2 separate regions of the Siniperca chuatsi genome follow, and region 2 is linked to region 1. A link is a contact called in public Hi-C data. All regions are on one chromosome and are shown on one strand. Each heading gives the region's core, a stretch centred on a gene start, on an enhancer-like site or on the middle of the called end of the contact. The rest is flanking DNA. Distances are from core to core; before and after follow the strand shown.

Region 1 (3,597 bases), core at 792-3,291:
CAGGACACAAGTATTGGTGATCTGCGTGCGTATTAATAAATAATTCACAATGCAAATCGTGCTCTGCGGACACGGCGAGGGGGACGAAGAGTGCTGAGGAAGCTGGTGATGTGGAGAGGAACAGGGAGAGGCGGGTGGTGTAAAAACAGGCCGGCAGAGATGCACGGAAACAGAATAACACACATGCAGACACGAGCAGGTGAACAAAGACAGACTTCATGCCACAGAATAGAAAAACCCAGGAGGACGCTCGTTTCATTTTCCAGAGTTTTACTTCACACAAGGTGGGCTTTCGCTTTTGCAAAGTTACCAATGGTTACAGGTGACCGCGTTCGAGTCCAAACACAGACAGGTTGACAGGAGCCGGTCGATGTGATGCAAAGCTTTCAGCAACTCTGTGGTGAAGTTTTATATTTATTTGTCTTTAGAAAGACTTTCCAAAGGGAGTTCTCCGAAGGTGGAACATGGGTTTTGGCCGGACGGCCTTTACAGTGAGAGTTTTCCACACGTACATTAAATACGCCATCGGTCCTGGTCTCTGCGCGCCTGCCCTCATCTGCTCGGCTTCTTGCGTCTCTTGTCTTCATCATCCTGACACGTTTTTGTTTTTCAGTAGTGGAACAAGTGCTCAGATCTTTAGCAAAATCACAGCGTGGAAGTAATCTGCTTCAGGTAAAAGTCCTGCTCTCAAAAGTGTACTGAAGTATCAGCATCGACATGCACTCAAAGTCCCAAAAGTAAAAGTAGGCTAGGTACTATGCAGAATGGCCCAGTTCAGAATCACGTGTATTACATTATTTGATTATAATTATTGATCTCATGTGAGCTCATGTGAAGTACTGTATATATACAGCTGGGTAGCTTAATCTTTAATAATGCATGATCATTTAGTTGTTGACTATGTTTTGTATTAACAATCTTTCTTTCTTTGAAAATGAGCCATTTGGCCGACACTCACGTGTACAGTGACGCTGACCAATCAGCGAGCTTCCTGTCAAAAAAATTAAAAATAAAATCTACATCAGTTGCTGCAGCTTATTAAAAAAAAGCTGCTCCAGACCTCAACCCAGCCATTCCACTTCTGTAATTGCCGGATTTTACAATTATTTTTCACTTTAAAAAATGTGCTTTTTGAGACATTTTGCCCAGTCGTTTTTTATTTTACTGATGGAAACCTTTCACGTTAATAGACACAAATATTTGTCTCCCCTTTTCTGGTCTTCAATCTGAAAATGTAGATTGTATATTTCAAAGAGTACAAACGGTAAAGCTGTTGATGTGTAGCACACACAGCCTTTTGTATAACTGCATACTTTCTGTAATTCAAACATTCAGAAGAAGCATTTTTTTTTTTACTTGTCATACAATAATAATCCACCTACTTACTTTTTTATTTATTACAAGAAAAACCAACATAGGCAAGAGTCTTAGTATGGTGTTGGGACACCACGTGCCGCCAGAACAGCTTCAGTGCTCCTTGGCATTGATTCAGGGAGTCTCTGAAGCCGGATCCCCTTCCTGTAGGGGTCAAGCACTCAGCCCTGCACCGTTATAACATGGCGAAGGATCACTTCCCCCCCACATCTCTGTAGACCGGTGCCGATGGGTTTTTGCACCACTGAACTCTCAGATAATGAGGGGTTTGTGCACTGCAGCCCCGGTGTAACTGGGTCACGTCCTGCATTGACGTTCTCAGTCACCTGAGGAAGAAGTTCTTCTGTTTTTTCCTGACATGTCGCACTAATGCACGAGCATCACGGTGCACCACAGTGCCAGACCCTGTTTACTGACGTCACTTTAGTGAACCCTGTTTCAGAGTCACTGAGATCTTTCCCTGCTGCCATCTTGATACAAAATCAGAATCAGCTGGGCCTGCTCAGGTGTTTACGCATGCCACAGAGCACGATTGGGTGTTAATTGCTTAATTGCACCTGCATTCGTTATGTTTCTCCACTCATTTATTCAGGTGTTTTTCATTTGTCACCTGTCTTACATACCCGTATTTTCCCAGTGAACACCACCGCCATCTAGCGTCTGAACGTACGCTTTACATATCGGACGTAAACTGTGGCTGCCCTGACGTCACCACGTTTTCCCCTGACGTTGTTGGACTCTGGACAGCGCCGGCGGGGAAGTTAGCAAACCAGTTGAGCACAAATTTCAACAAAATACTCATTTCAGTAAGGTCTGATAAGGTATGCTCCGAGGAATATGCGTGTAGTTTGTTTATTTGCTTTGTCAGAAGGTTTAAAGCGATTTAACTTAAAGCAGAAATTCATAAATAGCAGCTAACGATATTAACATGAGCTAACTTTACTTGCTAATCTCTGCACGCCCCCCAGATGGGACACTGTACGCCAAACTCTGTTCAAAATATATCTATTTTAAATGTCCTTTGCTTATAAACTAGCTAAGCACAGCGGTGGTTGAGCATATAGTTATACATTGTTTGAGTTTGGAAATGTGTTTTGGGCAGTTCGGCAAATAGATGATGCATCTAGGAAAACAATAGAAATATATAACAGTTGTTTTTTAATGTGCTTTGTGGTATTTTACACGCCATTTCAACAGTGGAAGCAGCTTGATATGAATGGATTAATATAGTGTGTTTTCGTCCCGAACAACCGGCCACAGCGTTTAAAACTGCAGAAGTTTATTTCCTTTTAATTAATAATGGCTACCATGGCTGCTGATCTGCAGAAGCTTAACTTTGCTGTTTTTACATGCAGCTGTTTTGTGTGCATGGTGTTATACAGCTGTGGACTGTCATTTTCTAAACGTTTAGATCACTTTCACTGTTATATGAACAAGTGATGTTATTGCCTAAATCCAACTTTAACACTGGAAGAAATCTGCCTTAACATTTCACCGGTTTTACCCAGTGCACTGTATTTATATTCCATTATTTTGTTTGATTCAACAAAAGTGTTAAATGTATTTATGTATTGGTCCCAGAAGGGTGGAAAATAAACGTGTGCACTGCTTTTTGTTAAAAGTTCCACATTACTGCAACGTGACACTCGATCTCAAAGTTTTAAAGGCTGAATCTAAAACTAAATGAGTTGGTGAAATTGATGTTTCTTGCAGTGTTTCTGTATTTTGAAAGTCTGACAACAAACTGAGCATCCGTTTAGAGTCTTAAGATAAAGAGAAACTGTAAACCTCATTAAGTCAGTCGGGACAGCGGCAGTATAACGTAAGACTCAGTTATTGATGATGTCACCAGGTAACGATGCACTGTGTCTCTTTCTGTGGATCGCAGATGGCCGTCACACAAGTGTCCTCCAACAAGTGCGCCGGTGGCTTCCAGAAGGTTTTCGAGCATGACAGGTGAGATCTTAGCTGAACCTCCGAGTTAACACCCGCACCTTGCGACACACACACACACACACACCTGTGAAGCTGTGAATTAACGTGTGTTTGTATTTCCTTCATGCAGCACTGAGCTCAAGTGTAAGATGAAGTTTGCAATCTACCTGCCTCCCAAGGCTGAGACCGACAAATGTCCCGTCATGTACTGGCTGTCGGGTGAGTTCAGAGCTTCACGGGCTGCCTGCTGATAAATGAGTGAATGAATTTAAGAAGCAAAGAAAGAAA
Region 2 (3,597 bases), core at 698-3,197, 210 kb before region 1:
CCGTGGGGATGCTGCCTCCTCACCACGGCAACGACTTCGGCCTGGAGCCTCCGGGTCACAACAAGGAGAACGAGGACGACGTGGAGGCCATGTCGACGGATTCCTCCAGCAGCAGCAGCGACTCCGACTGAAAGACAGCGTCTCTCTCTGTGTGTGTGTGTGTGTGTGTGTGTGTGTGTGTGTGTGTGTGTGTGTGTGTGCGCGTGCGTGTGTGTGGGGTCACCATTGAGCAACATCTGATCAAATATCTACACCTTTTAGTCATTTACAACGTAGGCGAGTGCAAGACTTGCTCCAAACATAGTGTGCGCGATTGTTTTAAGGTGAAGCGTTGTGAGCTCGCAGCTCGTCTCTACAGACGTCAGTCTGTCGTTTTATCTGCCTCTGCCTGTCAGTAACGGAGGAGCTCGTCGCTACAATGGAAAGATTGATTTAAAGACTAATATAGAGGAATGAAAGTCATTTATCATCATCATTTCAGCTGAGGTCTTTAGTTCCTCACTATCTTTTATTAAAAACGTGCCGTCGTTTATTTACGTTTTGTAGAATGAGTCGGTTTTGTAAGAGTAGCTTTTAGTTTTCCTTATTGTAGATTCCTTGCGTTCGTAAAGAGGGCTACGTTTCTGTCTGAAGCGGCTAGTAACAGCTTCAGCTTCGGGAGTCGTTTTCTGTGAATCTCAGCTGACTGAGGATTGTTGTTGTTTCGTTACTTTGTGGATCCACAGACTGCGTTCTGGGTCCCGGTGGGCTCAAAGACCAGCGTCGCCAAGCAGTTAAAGGTGTGAAGGCGTCATCATCAGCATCATCGTAATTAAACGAGTCGATCGTTTCTCCCGTCTAGACTTCTACATGAAGACGTAATTAGTTTAACTTCCTTCTGAAAGCTGGAACTTAAAGACAAACCAAACTTAAAATTCGACTTCTCTTGCTCTTTGGTGACCCGTCAGCTGGAACATGTACTGCGAGTGGTTATATAACAATATGGACAAATGCTGTAAATTTACCTCCGTGTAAATAAGCTTGTACATACTCAGCCGTGTAAATAAATACTTTTTGAATTGTGTGTGTGTCAAACAGACTTGTAAATAAAAAATAAAGGCAGATAGTCTGAGATCATCTCGTAACTTCCATTATAAATGTACAAGTCACTAACATGAAGAGAAAAGCAGTTTATTTTTACCCCTGAAGATCACTTCCTTATTTAACACGTTGCATTAGTACTGTAGGTCAAAGTGTTCTTAATCTTATAATGCCGGTGAACAGATAAAAAGTTAAAGGGAGTTTTAAAGTATTCCTACATGACTACACTCACACCAACTTCAAAATAACCTCAGAGTTAAGACAGAAAGTGTACATGTTGATATTAAGCTCTGACAAAAACGTAAATCCCAATAAAACCTATTCTGCATCTACAAACATGAGTTCAGTCAGTGTAGTTGAGTTAACACTAATAATTCCCAGTTATTGTGCAGTAATGATTGTTTTAATTTAGGTTAAAGGCCACAGTGAGGATATATTTACACTGTGTCAAGGCCGTGACACTGCTGCCTTCACGAGCTCTTTGTAAACGCCCAACGTCAGTGATTGTCAGAAATGTGTAGTGTGTATTTCGGTTAAATAGAAAGAGCAAAGACATGCTAACTTTTGTAGTATGGTTCTGGTATATGTTTTAGTGCTAAAATCATGCGACACATGTTGCCTTGATGTTATGAGGACGAGAAGACGTGCTCATCAGGCACGTGGCAGCTATTTTAAGTAATTAATTTTGCCAGAAATGGCTGTTACTTTTACAACAACCATCTGGTATGTATATGGTATATAACTGTGTTTCCTCTCCATGTTAAATTTCACATTTCAGTGCTTAAATACTTCCCAGCCATGTTCACGGGGCTACTTTGAGCGTTCATTTTGAGATTATCGTGTAATTTCCGACAGCGTCTGAACGCCGCACTGGGAAAGCCGCTTTTGCAGCTCACTACGCATGCGCGCCGATTACTCCGCTCTAGAGGGAGAGATGGCGACGTCCCTGATCTGCGGCCGTTTGACGGCTAGCCTGAGAAATTCAGGGGCCAGAAACACTATCAGCTCCGCTTCCAAGGTGAGTGTGAGTCCACATTGAAGCGAAGGTCTCCGGCTTTCGGAGCAGGTGTCCGTGACAGCGCTGCACCTTCCCCGAAGACTACAGTTTCCCCACAAACTGCCAGGGTCAAATTTGACATTAGCACACCCTCATTGAGTTTCCGTTGTTTTGGCTAACATGCTAACTAGCGCGGAGCTAGCATGGCCGGCTGTCACTGCCGCCGAGATGAAGTGACCCAGCAAAAAAAAACACGAGCTTACACACACGTAGCTAATCCTTTCGGCCTGGGCTTACCCTGCCACACCGTCGTGTTGTTTTTAAACTGTGTTTTTGGAGGGGAGCGGTGGCCCCCCGTGACCTCCACCGGCGGCTGCTAACAGCGGAGGAGAGCTGCGGAGCTCTGCGCCAACACACGGCAGGTACACCGCACGACAACCGGGGGACAGATCGGCAAACACGGTGTACCACCGGGCAAATGTGGTATTCAGTAAATGTGTTAAATAGTCATTATTGTACAAATATATCTGTTGCTATTACTCTCAGGTACGTCCCAGGTGCTGTCACGGAAGTTGGCAACAAATCCCGAGTTACCTCTCTTAAGGGAGCTTGTGATTGGCTGAATGTTTCTGTAGTTATTTAAAAACTAAATGTCTTTATTTTCTCTAATGTCTCTGGTGTTTGTCTGGTGTCTTGCAGTGATTTTTAAAGAAGTATTTAGATCCCCTTTTCTCAAGTACAAACAGCAATACCGCTCTGTAAAAGTCTTACTTCAGTAAAACCACAGGATTATCAGCAAAAATTACTTTAAAGTATTTAAGTAAAAGTACCCCTGTTCAGACAAAATGGCCTCTGTCAGAGTAATATTCTTATATATTATACTACTGGATGGTTATTACGATGCATTTACATGTAAACAGCATTTTTATGTTGTATTTGGTCGAGATGGAACTGATTCGAGCTATTTTATATACTGTTGGGTTGTTTAATTTACTGTATAAAGGATGCATCGTATTTTATATGATCATTGTAGTTCTTTATAATCCTAATCTACAACGCAGGTAGATGGATGCAGAGTAGGGTTTGAGATTTTAGGTGAATCCCGGTTCAGGTTGTTATTTAATCCTGGTTCTGATTCTTGTTTTTATTATTTGAGTAGTAAAAGAAACACGCTGAAAGCAGAAACCTTTTAAAACTTTTACTTTCAGCAGATTTATGCAGCTTAAAGATAAATAAAGAGGTGTTTTGTGACGTTAGAGGGACTTCCTCGCTGCGTTAGCTTATTTAGTCAGAGTGAAAACGTTTCCCTGATCGCCGCCTGTCGAGAGGCTTATTGATCTTGTTTCAGCCACAAGGAAACTGATTGTCTTTTAACTTCCTGTCTACACCGGACGTGGGAATGTCGCGGTGTCTAGATATAGATCTGACATGGATGCCTCCACATAACCAAACCTGTTCCTGCTCATTTAATCTCACACGAGGTTCAGCAGATCAGATAAAAACAAACATCAGTCCGGTTT

What was found. A called contact is a pair of places that touch in the nucleus more often than the background predicts.
Region 2: a contact with region 1 is called in a Hi-C map of skeletal muscle, with 5 times the contacts expected there. The contact joins the promoter of sucla2 here to the promoter of esd in region 1. A contact is called at or near these places in 2 of 3 Hi-C or Micro-C datasets (skeletal muscle and an unstated tissue).

The regions. Positions count from the first base shown.
Region 1 is chrLG12:27,694,041-27,697,637 of ASM2008510v1, reverse strand. esd (S-formylglutathione hydrolase) reads left to right here and starts at 2,041. Exons shown (of 9, transcript XM_044215934.1): 1 at 2,041-2,195; 2 at 3,263-3,330; 3 at 3,440-3,528. The coding sequence starts at 3,263.
Region 2 is chrLG12:27,907,660-27,911,256 of ASM2008510v1, reverse strand. It overlaps sucla2 (succinate--CoA ligase [ADP-forming] subunit beta, mitochondrial), which reads left to right and starts at 1,947. Exons shown (of 11, transcript XM_044215826.1): 1 at 1,947-2,098. The coding sequence starts at 1,982. med4 (mediator of RNA polymerase II transcription subunit 4) reads left to right here. Exons shown (of 8, transcript XM_044215832.1): 7 at 1-167; 8 at 208-1,063. The coding sequence ends at 131.